Regions from separate parts of the Sus scrofa genome. Here all the other regions are linked to region 1. The links are chromatin contacts, called in public Hi-C and HiChIP or PLAC-seq maps. All regions are on one chromosome and are shown on one strand. The core of a region is the stretch at or near the end of the contact, and the rest is flanking DNA. Distances in the headings are between cores, read along the strand shown. Region 1 holds the start of DDX18 (ATP-dependent RNA helicase DDX18). Region 2 holds the start of INSIG2 (insulin induced gene 2). Region 3 holds the start of CCDC93 (coiled-coil domain-containing protein 93).

Evidence for each region. Hi-C and Micro-C count contacts between places; a contact is called where the count stands out from the background. HiChIP or PLAC-seq counts read pairs in DNA pulled down with a chosen protein or histone mark.
Region 2: a contact with region 1 is called in a Hi-C map of skeletal muscle, with 5 times the contacts expected there. The contact joins the promoter of INSIG2 here to the promoter of DDX18 in region 1. A contact is called at or near these places in 2 of 47 Hi-C or Micro-C datasets (heart right ventricle and skeletal muscle) and 1 of 2 datasets of contacts at active chromatin or transcription factors (alveolar macrophages).
Region 3: a contact with region 1 is called in an H3K27ac HiChIP or PLAC-seq map of alveolar macrophages. The contact joins the promoter of CCDC93 here to the promoter of DDX18 in region 1. A contact is called at or near these places in 1 of 5 promoter capture datasets (liver), 4 of 47 Hi-C or Micro-C datasets (heart right ventricle, psoas muscle, retroperitoneal adipose tissue and 1 more) and 2 of 2 datasets of contacts at active chromatin or transcription factors (alveolar macrophages and skeletal muscle).

Annotation. Positions count from the first base shown.
Region 1 is chr15:23,423,771-23,428,003 of Sscrofa11.1, reverse strand. DDX18 (ATP-dependent RNA helicase DDX18) reads right to left here and starts at 2,330. Exons shown (of 14, transcript XM_005654164.3): 1 at 2,135-2,330; 2 at 1-312. The coding sequence starts at 2,219.
Region 2 is chr15:23,674,828-23,679,060 of Sscrofa11.1, reverse strand. It overlaps INSIG2 (insulin induced gene 2), which reads right to left and starts at 2,332. Exons shown (of 6, transcript NM_001129968.1): 1 at 2,307-2,332.
Region 3 is chr15:23,591,662-23,595,894 of Sscrofa11.1, reverse strand. CCDC93 (coiled-coil domain-containing protein 93) reads left to right here and starts at 2,149. Exons shown (of 24, transcript XM_001927273.5): 1 at 2,149-2,360. The coding sequence starts at 2,319.

The sequences.
Region 1 (4,233 bases), core at 1,081-3,580:
ATACGTCTCCATTTTGGGTTTCTGACAGGTCCACATTCACAGAGTGTTTTAGGGATTTTTTAACTTTTCCACCTCCCACTGTTTTAGATATGTCTCCACTTTGGGTTTCTGATAGGTCCACATTCATAGACTGTTTTAGAGATTTTTTAACTTTCCCACTTCCTACTGTTTCTTTAGATATGTCTCCATTTGGGGTTTCTGACAGGTCTGCATTCACCGACTGTTTTAGGGACTTTTTAACTTTTCCATCTCCCATTGTTTCTTCAGACACATCTCCATTTTGAGTTTCTGACAGGCCCACACCCAAGGTCCCTGTTAAAAACAGAATACACATTATGACAAAGGAGAGGTTTACTTAGAAACAGAGGAATCCCAAATGGGAAGAATCATGGCTTCCAAGACTGAAAGGATTTCGTTTTTACTTCCCTGTCATGTACATTAAAACTACTCCCAATTTTACAGTGTTCTACACAGGATAAATAAATTTAAAAAAAGAAAAAGAATCAATGGAAAGGGAAAGCTGCACTCATTTAACTTAAAAAAAAAAAAAAAACCCACCTCTTTGTCTATAAGGAGTTAAGTCTTGGCCAAGAATACTTCGAAGTAGTTAAATATTTAAACAGATGGGGCCAGACAAGGGTAGTCAGAAATTTACACTCTAATATTAGATATTTGATAAATATACTTTCCTAGATGTCAATGAATCAAAAATTCTGTTGATGAAACCACTCATTTGTCTCAATACTTTCCTATATAAATGGCTGTCTTTACAAAATTTTCTGTTTATATATTGAAAAGACACCACCTCCTTTTCTTTTCTTTTTTTTGTTTTTTAGGGCCACACCTGCAGCGTATGGAAGTTACCAGGCTAGGGGTGAACTGGAGCTGCAGCTTCCAGCCTACGCCACAGCAACTCCGGGTCCAAGTCATGTCTACCACCTACACCCCGGCTCACGGCAATGCTGGATCCTTAATCCACTAAGCTAGGTCAGGAATTGAACCTGAACATTCACGGATACTAACTAGTCAGGTCGGTAACCTGCTGAGCCAAAATAGGAACTCCCACAAAGCACCATCTTTTAATTGTTACCTTTAACTACCCAGAATTCGTTAGTAATGCTTTGTTATTCTATAGAAAATGAAAATATAAGGGGATTTTAAAACATTATCCCCAAACCCTGTTCTCTCCTCCAGGGGTATTTTCTTTCAATCAAATAGTCTCTGTAGACAATAAACTAGGGTAAGGAATTGTGGCCCCGACATTACTAACCAGTAATGTTACAACATTACCAACATAATAAACTAGGAGGTTTACTCTTACACAGGACCTAAAAAGGTTAACATAACTTCAGGATGTCTGGCTTACTGTCAGGAAGTTAGCACTGCAAATGAGGTAGGTCAAGAAAAGCGACAATCAAACAGAATCCTGTTTATGTTAAGTCTCTGTTAAGGATGCAAATATATAGAAGCTTTTGAGAAATTTATAACCGAAAGTTAGCAATGACAGGAAGAGAGAGCATGAGAGTATGCACATGCGTATACATGTGCAGAAAACACTTTTGGAGCTGAAAGTGAGGAATTTTTACAGGACTGAAGATAGCGTGCAGGTGAGTAGGGGCGGGCAAAGGTATCAGAATCGCTCTGTGAAAACACTGACACCCAGTTTGATTTGAAGCGATACAGACATGAAATGTGAAAGGAAGACGCGTGGAGAAGAGACACTCCACGTGTCTGAGTGGAGCGGGGGCTGCGGATGAAGTGGACCCAGAAGGTGGTAAGGGAGTCAAAAGGAAAATGGTAAAAGTGGGACAACCTGGTTCATCTGGAAGCACTGCCGGAGGCCTGGAACTCAAGAAGCCTCCAACCCGAACTCTATAAGAAGAAACTGCTGTTCACAAACCTTACGGGGCAGATCTGGGGCCACGCGGAACGTCGGCACCTGCATGGGACCTGACTTGAGGCTGCCTTTTCACCCTCCACAGCACGCGTGGCCTGGGGAGAACTGCCAGGGCTACGTCGGGGCCGCAGTGCCGCCCCACCAGCGTCCCCCAGCCCAGCAGTCGCGCAGCGAGCCACGGCCCACGCGCAGGCTCCCTCCGCAACCCCGGCCACCGCGAAGCTCAGCGCTACTCACCTTGGAGCTTTAGGTTGCGCTGTCTCAACTTGAGGTTACGCTTCTCGATCTTCTTGCGCAAAAGTTTCATCGGTAAATGAGACATGTTGGCGCTGAAGCTCCTTCCCAGCCGCGCCACAACCCGGCTTCTCTGCTCTCCCGGGTGACGTTACTTCCTTTCCGGCCACACGTGCGAGAGTCCGCCAGCCGGAAATGCGTCACAGGAGCGCGCGCGGCGGACGCAGTGGAAATGGGTCCGGACAGAAATGCTTCCCGGCGCGTGCGCCGTTGTACCTTTGGGGAACGTATACTCTGCAGCGCCCTCTATGGCAGCGGAGGGCCGGCCCTGCACTGGGTTCCCCTTGTGTCGGAGCCAGAAGCACACTGGGGCGATTTGGTAGTTGGAGCTTCCCTGGTGGGTAGAGAAAAGAATCAAGGCAGAGGGCCTTAGGGAGTCTCCATTTTAATGTTCCTACCCTCTTTGGATCCCGGACGATTTAGGTTGAGTAATACCTAAAATTGATACTTAAGTGTTTGCAGACTTGTTTGACCCTTTTCTTCTCTTTCTTTTTCTTTCTTTTTTTCCTTTTTTTTTTTTAGGGCCGCACCTGCAGCATATGGAGGGTCCCAGGCCAGGGGTCTAATCGGAGCTGTAGCTGCTGGTCTACACCAGAGACACAGCAACGAGGGATTCCAGCCATGCCTGCCCTCTACACCACAGCTCATGGCAATGCGGGGATCGCTAACCCACTGAGTGAGACCAGGAATCGAACCCGCAACCTCGCGGTTACTAGTCGGATTCGTTTCCTGTGCGCCACGACGGGAACTGCGACCCTTTTCTTGAGTGAGGAAAACACTTTCCATGTCACTTGGGACACAGTAATCCACACATAAATATAACAACACTTCTCAAAGCAATACACCTACTCTTGTTACTCTTGTTTCACTGTTTTTCTTTTGCTACTGTTATTCCATCTTAAATTCTGAGTCCATTAAATATTCTGATTAGTATGCATTTACATGGATTTTACTTCAGTATTTATAGATATTGGCTGCAGTTTGAAAAACAGGGATTTATAATCCCCAAATCTCACACCCACAGACCTTTTAGGAGTCCAGGCCAGAAATTACAATCTGGCTGTGTGTGGAAGTGGGTACATTAAACAAACAAACAAACAAACAAAAAACTCCCAACCAACCAAACAAAAAACAACTGTTACCAACTGTTACAAACATTTAAATATTTAGGATAGGTCATATATCTTTTCTTTAAGAATTGGTCCCAATGGGCTCAAATTCCCTTTGTCAGTAATCAAATTGAGCCCAACAGTAAGCAGAGGGTCAATGAAGGCTAGTATAATTTGTTCACTTGGAGTGACAGGGCATGAGCCCTGGGGATTAGACAATGGAGAGGGAGAATGGAGAGGGAGAAAACTTGGGAGGAAGTTGAAACAATGTAAATAAATTGACTGATAAATAACATTGAATTGGGCTGGAGAACCAGGCAAACTGTGGTTTGGTTAAATTGTTACTGATTAGGCAGGATGAATCAGAAATTTAAACTGGCACAGAAATTTAAACATCACCTGGGAGAACCATGCCAGACAGACAGACAGACAGACACAGATATATGTATATACATGGACATATATAGCTCAATTTATATATGCCAGTTAAAATTGATATTATCAGTTTAAATATACATATATATAAACATTTTTTTTTTCTTTTTATGGTTGCACTTGTGGCTTATGGAAATTCCCAGGCTAGGGGGTCAAATTGGAGCTGCAGCTATAGCCTATGCCACAGTTCCACAACACCGGATCCTTAACCCACTGAGTGAGGCCAGAAATCAAACCTGCATCCTCACAGAGACAACATCTTGTCCTTAACCTACTGAGCCACAATGGGAACTCCTACACTGTATTGTTTTTATTTAATTTTTAAAAATGCATTATGACATTTTGACATCTTAAAAAACCCTTTCTGGCTGATGTGAGACTGCCCATCCAGAGACTAGTCAATTTTTAGAGATAGCAAAGATTCGACCGTGAGTATGCCTTTAATGTGCAAAGTAAGGAATCCAGAGCTATATCTTCTCCACCTGGCCTGCATACCCC
Region 2 (4,233 bases), core at 1,083-3,582, 250 kb before region 1:
ATAGATTTGAGTCTCCAAAATTTTTTAAAAAACTATATTTGAAAAATTTAGATTATCCAAAAAATAATTTTCTGATCAGGGAAGAAGTCTCTGGTATAAAGATATCATTTAAAAGACAATCTCGGGAGTTCCCGTCATGGCTCAGGGGAAACGAATCTGACTAGCATCCATGAGGACACAGGTTCGATCCCTGGCCTTGCTCAGTGGGTTAAGGATCCAGTGTTGCCATGAGCTGTGGTGTAGGTTGCAGATGCTACTCAGATCCCACATTGCTGTGGCATAGGCCAGAAGCTACAGCTCCAATTGGAACCCTAGCCTGGGAACTTCCATATACCTCCGTATGCCACGGGTGCATCCCTTGGAAAAAAGAAAAAAAAGAGAGAGAGAGACAATAAATAAATACATAAATAAATAAATAAATAGACAGTCTCTCAACAGATCCTCAACAATAATCCTAGTAAGTAGGTGGGTGTTTTTAATCCTCCTTTTACAAAATATAATAGGTTAAGTAACTTTCTGAGATTATAAAACTGTTACCAGGTAGTACCAGGACTAGCCCCAGGCACTCTGACTCCATGTCTGAAGTAGTTCCCTCCACACATTGCTCTACAATTGCATTTTCTACAAAACACCATACAAAAACAAATTAAGTGCCACACAAGAAATGGTTTTTAAAGGCATGTTGATAAACAACTGTTAATACCAAAATAATACTTTTTTCAAAAATAAAAGAAGAAACTTCCACAGGACATGAAAAATTCTACCTTAGCTCTGACCTACAATTTCTATAAAGTACATTACTGAACAAAAAGAAAAACAGTTCAAGTAATTTGGAGAGATCAACAACAAATCATCAAAATTGGGAAAACATTATTCCCAGTCTATGTGCTGCCTGTCAGTGGGTTGATATTATTACTTTTAGATAAACAAAAGAGGATTGTTAAGTGATTCTGGGTTTTGAGAATGAAAATCAAAGTTTACATTTGCCACTGAAACAACTTCCAAGCAATAGGTATTTGAACACAAATACACAAACAAAAACCATCGTTTGGGAATGATTGTCTGATAACAATGAAAATAAGCTGTCTTTAAAATTAATGATTTGCATTTTTCTTTTCCTTTTCAGCCCACCAAACATAAGAGCAACAGTTGTTAGTTTAAAAAGAATCAACCTCTTTCCCAAATGTTCATGATTCACAGCTTGGTCACTTTATATCAGATATGTACTGAAAACTATAACAAAACACACTATTAAATATAACATCCAGAGAAAGAATGAAGAAAACAGGAAGAGTAGTGGCTATTTTTTTTTCTCTGTGGGGCCCCTATTAGTGGCTCCTTTACTCCTTTTCACTCAATGGTTCTCTCTCAAGGCCAAGCCCCAAAGTTGGAAGACATAACCTGGCCACTGCTTGTCTGCTGTCATTTCTCCTTCACCCAAGACTGGAATGGTGTCTAATCCTCAGCAACACTGCCATACTGACTCCAGCCAGTATCAGTGGACCAGCTGTCAAGCCTATTCATTCCTTCTTGAAGCATTTCCCCACTGATCCTACAAAATAGTAAACTCTTCCTGGGATGTCTTCCTAGACTGTCTAGCTAACACCATACATACATAACTTATTAACTTTTTCCCAACGCTAACTGGACATGGGCCATTATCACTTAGGTTTTAGCACCCCCCCCCATCACACCCACAGTGCTTTTCTTTTCCCGATTGCCACTTCCACTGACCAACTCTTAAAATCCCAGAAAACTATCACCAACCGACTTCTAGTTCCTGGCAAGCATTCTCTCTGGCTTTATCCACACACCGACTCCAAAGGTTTCCAATTCCAATTCAAAAATACCAAAGTCCCGTTCGTCAACCCATTATCAACATACCTGTCGGCGGATTCTAAACTTACTACAATATCTACCTTTAGATTCACCCCCAAATCCTGACAGCTCTGTGCTGGAGAGCTCGCCGACCTCCACCCCGTCAAATCTCCGGGGTCGCCCTTCCCGCCGCCCTCCAGCCTTCTTTCTGCTCCGATACTCTAGCACTGTCCAAGAAGCTTCGGCCTCTCCTAGGAACTCTCCCCGATCCCGCTGTCCCCTTCCGGATCTCGCCTACCCTACCCCAGGTGAGCAGACCACCTCACCCTTCAGGCCCCTTCTATGGTCCTGGCTCCTCGCACTTGCTAAGCAGGTTTCCCAGGCTGCAAAATCGGAAGCGGTTCCTCTTACCGAGAGCCACCCCTTTCCTCAGGTCCCTACCCCCAACAACAAGACACTCGCGCTTCCTGGGAGACCCCCCAACTCACCCCTGTTTCCGCCATCTTCTGGGACCGGCCCCCGCCCCCCTCCGCCGCTTCCTCCTCCCCTCACGTAACTCCGCCTGAGCTTCACTGCGCCTGCGCGGCAGGCGCTGACGCTCTCCCGAAGATAGGGGCAGAAGAACTTCCGGTTTCTACGGGCGCCGAGTAGTGAGCCTGCGAAAGGGGGCAAAAGGACTTCCGATCTCCTTGAGCGTAGCTGCCGGCTACAGGCATGGACTACCTAGTGGTGGAGGCTACCAAATCAGCTGTTGTTTGCTGACCAGGCAGCAGAGGGTTGTGACGAATGCCCAGACCTGCGGGCCGTGTCAGGGAATCGCACAGCAACACACGCATACCCTGTGGGAGGCGAGGCTCTCCACACGTCGCTCCTCTGAGCCAGGATCTGGGCTGCGGCTAAGGATGCTGACTCTCATTTTCTGTGTGCTTTTGCCTGCCTTTGCTCTTTACCTTATTCCTGCATTCCTAAGTCATAACTTCTTTCGAGAAAGAGCGTAGTTGATATTTCTCTCCTTTTCATCCCACAGCATTTTTTCCTGTTTTCATTAATAATCGTTCCCCAAGTTTGACAAAAGCGATTTGTGTACAGTTGCTTTCATAGGAAGAGCTTTAGAGGTTTTCAGCGACGTAGAGAAAATGCAAAGTACAATGCAAAATACAAAAAGGAAATTACAAAGTAGATAAAATTATAATTCCTTGTTGGTTGGAAGTAGTACCGAACCATAATATGGATGAGGTCAGGTTACTGTGTTCTTGAGGCAAGTTTAAGTTGAAGGTTGGGCCTGGAATCCTTGCTTAAGAGATTTGAAAAGAAGCATTAGTTGGTGAAATTCCTTTGTGTTTTTTTTTTTTAACTTTGAACTGATAAATGATAGATGGGTTTGTATGTTTCTGACTTTTTATTGGTACACATATTTCTGAAAATTGAAAGAGAAATTGAATTTGCAACAGAATGCTTCCAAACAAGTATCTATCTGACCTTTCTTGTTTTCTCTAATGTTTCCTGTAACTAAGTCTCTTATGTAGGTTTTTACACTACCAGTAAAAAAAAAATGTGGGTGGATTATACAGAATGGAAATGGAATTTTAAAAAGAAAAGAGAAAAGCACCCAGACAAGAGAGGATTACCTCAAAATATCCCAACATCTGTCATGATTCTCTTTAAAACAACCTGAGTCCCACTCATCTAGGCCATGTCTTCTCTAGGCAAGCTTTCAAACACTTAGAAATTGCCTTCAAGAAAATCCTTAAGGAAAATTTTAACTTGAAAGACCTTTGTTTTAGTTTCAATATTTATTGACTGCAGGGAGGGACAAGACCTAAAAAGCAAGAACCATGTGGCACCAGTTCCTAAGGTTCTTGTATCCAACAGGGTCATTCCTACTGCAGTGTTCTACTTAAGTTTCCCGGCTGTCATGGATGATGTAGTCTTTAAGGAGGCACTGAGTATAGGTAGGCAAATATGATGAGGCTGTGCATTCTGGTGGGAGTCAGAGTTGGAAAAACAGAATAGATGGAGCATGGAGAATGTATTGAGACATGAATTCTGAATCTCAAGGTCATGAATTTAGACCAAATATTTGTTATTATGGAAACATTAAAACTGCATTTTACCTGATGCCAAGATATTAGCTGATTAAGAACTCTGAGAAATCAGAATAACTCTGGATTATTTTGAGCTGGTGTAATATAGGTGGTAGAATACTGGTGAAGGATTCTTGAAACCTCATGTTAGGCCAACAAGTGCATAGTCACATCCAGTATATTCATTTTTCTAGGATTTTTTTTCTCATTGGTTAAAATGAGGGGTTGGTCTAGATTATTTCTAAGGTCCTTTTCATAGAAAAAACTATCAATGATTTGATAATTTATGACTTCAGAGAAAAGATATTTCCATCAACCTTACATGTTGTTT
Region 3 (4,233 bases), core at 900-3,399, 170 kb before region 1:
AAAATGAAAATAAAACAAAATAAAATAAAAATATCACCCAGGAAAAAAAAAATGACCCCAATAGGAAGCTCTTACTATTGTAGCCTTTTACCTGGGAAAGGAAGTATTTGTGAAGTTCCAGAGAACATCACACATCTCTGTGTCAGATGGGCAGAGGAGGGAAAGACTGACACCTAATCTTCAAAAATCCCACGAGGGAGAGAACATGAATGCATGCATACCCTGACCAGAAGAAGGGGAGAAATGTATTTATCTGAGTCTTCACAAACCTCCTTTTCTGATACCATCTGTTTGAAGTCTTCTCCAAGGCTGTGCAGGTGTTCCTCTCTCAAATGTGGGCTACTCAAGATTTCTTAACTGCTGCCATAGCTGTTTTGCTGGATCTTAAAATAGAATAAAACAAAATAAAAAAGGCAGGTTTTCAGCCCGACTCTGCTACTGTCACCCTACACAGTCAGTGAAACAGCAAGATTTCTTACCGGGAAAGATAGCTGCTCATGTATGTTTCAAGCATTGCAAAGCATTTACAACCGGGAATTCTTGGATAGCCTACTTGAGTCCTATTATTCTCCAGGCCCTATTCCCCAGGCTGTTTTAAATACAGCTCTATTTGCTGCTACCTGGGAGCGTGCTACTTGTCCCTAGGCATTGATACCTGTCTGGTCATTCAACAGTGGCTACAAATGATCCTCCTTTAGTCCCCTTCATCCTATACCATCTCAGGGAAAGACAGGATTTTTTTTTTTCCCCTGGCAGCAGGCAGAAGTTCCCAGGCCAGGGATTGAACTTGCACCATAGCAGTGACCCTAGAGACCGGGTCCTTAACCCACTGAGCCACCAGGGAACTCTGAAAGGACAATTTTAAGATTACAAAAATAACACATTTGGGAAGTTATGAGAATGGGCTCATTAGAGAGCACCTGAGTTTCACTGGCTTCACAGTGTCTGAGAACAAAATGTCACACAACACAGGCAAATGAGTTCTCATAATACCTTAATTAGCATATTCAAATTCATCAAATTGTTGGGGACTGGGGGTTGGCACACAGTTTCATTAGCAATATTTACTAACTATATTTTAAAAGGAAATGGTCATTCTCTTCCAACCACTTGTTATACTCTGGTTCAAGAGAAATTTCTGTTCTGTCAGGATAAACTCCAGGAAGGGTACAAAAGGCACAAATCATTTTTTCAAGAACAAGCATTAACTGAGTACCAACTTTTTAAGCTGCTAAGAATGCAGAAAGGTACATACACACACACATGCACACAAAAACTTCTTTGATCCCAACGGGCTCATAGACTCTTCCCGCTCTGCCCTTCCCACCTTACACACACACACACACACACACACACACACACACAGGGAAGGATCTTTTCTACAGCAAGTTTTCACACGTCACCTCTTTCTTCAACGAGGGGGGAAAAAAAAAAAAAAAAAAAAAAAAGCCTGGTGAAGCCATTATGGAGCAGGTGCGAGGCGCTTGTGACCAGGGACACTATTCTTGCATTTCTGCCATTCCCTGGGGCAGACAAGGGGTGCTTCACCCAAGTGGTGTAGCTAAAATTACGTCAGTACCATTGCCAAATTCTCAGAGATGATCTTCCCCTCAGAAGTTGGGGATGGTGGAGGTGAGGGTGGAGGTCATTTATCCCAACGTTTTACCAGGGAACAAGATGCTCTGGCTCGGACAATGGGAAGGCAGCGAGTGTGAAGAACCCATTTTCCGGGACGTGGTTCCTTGGTCCATATATGAAGTTTGCCCAAATGAGCATTAATCAGGGGACAACCCTACTCTGAGTGAAACCAGGACCAGTCTGCGTCTGCAAGCTCATCAGTGCTCGGACACTGACCCGGCAGCAAGGGGGCTGAAGCCCGGCTAGCATAGAGGACCGAACCCACTCGGAGCATCCGATGCCCGTGAGAAGCAAAGAGGAGAGCCAGGATGCCAAATTTCCCCAAGACAGAGAAGTAGTCCTTTCACAAAGCACCTCAGAGGAAAATACAGAGCCCCGGCCCGAAGGTTCCGCAGAACAACGCGTCAGGGAGCCACACTGCAAAACATTCCCCCAGCCCGCCTGGGCCCGGGCCTCGCCCGCAGCTCTGGCGCAGGCGTAGTCGCGTCTTGCTCCAGCCCCCTCAGTGCGCATGCTCCGCCGAGCTGCTGCGCTCCCGGCCGGCGGCGGTGGCAGCGGCGGTAGCGGCGGAGGAAGTTCTCGCTTTGCACTCCACCCCGGTAGCAGCTTTGGGGCCGAGGACAGCTTCCTCTGGACGCTCGGTGGGCTTAGCTGCAGCCTCACGGCGGTCCGACGGGATCATGGGGTTGCCCAAGGGGCCGGAGGGCCAGGATCTTCCGGAGGTAAGGAACCTCCCCTTTCCCTGACACGTCGGGGTATTTGAAAGTGGGCCGAGCTGGCGGGGCCGCAGGCTCTTGGGGTTCCCGCTGCGTTTAGGGCGCCCCGCCCCCCTCCTCAGGTGTGTTCACCGCCCGGGGCACACACAGCTAGGGCCCGAGCAGGTCCCCCAAGCGTGAGTGTGGGCGGGGACAAACTTCTGCGGGTGCCGGGTCTCCTGGGACGGAGGGAGCCTTCCCAGCCCAATACCTGCCCCGACTCAGCCCCAGGCGCCGCGGGGCCCGGGGTCCCACCTCTCCCCCTTTCCGGGGCAGTCTCCCCCCTTACCCGCGCCGCACGGCTTCCGCTGAGAACCCTGTCTGCTGCGCCCAGGAGTCACGAGACACGCGCTGGGACGGTCCGGGCTCGGGTTGTGCAAAGGGCGGTGACCTTGTGGCGCCCGCCGCAGCCTCCTGGGGCCCACGGGGCCCCGGAGGCCAGCACTCGCCGCCTTGGTGTCGGGGGAGAATGCCACTCTGTATTTGCCCCCACCTCCGGCCCGGCCGGCAGGAGGAAGTTTGGAAGCCTTGCGCGCACTGGGTTTTGGCCGGGCGGGTCAACGTGCCGCGGTGTCCCGAGTGGCCACGAGCTCGCTGGTGGTGCTCAGTGGCCAGGCGGAAACGCCACTGCTTCTCCAAAAGATAACGGGTGCTTTTCCTTCCAGATGTGTTTATTATTAAGTACTCGATCCTGAGGGACAGTATGATCCTTGGTTTCTGGATTCACAGGTACATTGGCTGGAAAGACAGGAAAAGTGCATTTCCTTTTGGCAGCAAAAGTCACTTAGCTCGGTGGTTTGCATCTGTCTTCTATTCCAGTGGATTTACTCAAGAGCTAGTCTAGTTTACTAGATTCTTGCAAGAAATGGAATGCACACGGCACCTCTGTCCTCCTGCTAAGGTTCTGAGGCAGGCATTTGGCCAGGAGAGTGGATTCCTTTACTTGGTGCATGGCCTGGGTCTCTCAGAGTCAGTGGCCAATCTTGTTTCTTTGCTCCCCTCCCCATATCCTCAGTTCTTAAATGTCACTAGTACCCACTAATTAAGGAAGCACTGTTCTGTACATAAAAGCTAGAGAGGTAGTGATTGGAAGGATAGGCTTATCTATCAGTGGGTGCTCTCAGAATGCACATCTGTTTTGTTGTTATCTTAGGAAAACCTAGTAAGTGTAATTTTGTTAGAACCCTTGTATTAGGTAAAACCTGATATGCACGTTGCTTTGATGGGACCAGAGATTGTAAAGGATAGAATCTGTACTTTGAGGTGATTTGATTTAAATTTTTCTTTCTTGTTTTACAACTTATTTTTCAGCTTTTCTGAGGTATAATTAACAAATAAAATTGTAGATATTTTAAATGTACAATATGATAATTTCACATATACACTGTAAAAAGACTCCCCTCGCTGAACTGACACATCCATCACCTCACATACTGACCTTTTGGGGTGGGGGAATTAAGCTTTACACAGTGGATTTCAGTTATACAATATAGTGTTACCACTAGATCCTCAGACCTTATTTATCTTATAACTGAAAGTTTGTACCCTTTTGTAAAAAGGGACCTCTCCCTATGTCGTCCACTCTCAGCCTCAGGAAACCACTGTTAGATTCTCTATTTATATGAGTTTGACTTTTTCTTTTCTTTCCTTTTTTTTAATATTCCACTTATTAGTGGTACCATGCAGTAATTGTCTTTCTTTCTGGCTTTTTTCACTTAGCATAATGCCCTCCAGTTTCATCCATGTTGTCACAAATGACAGGATCTTCTTATTTTCTAAGGTTGAATAATATTCCATTATGTGTGTATGTGTATATGTGTGTGTGTATGTATATATATAT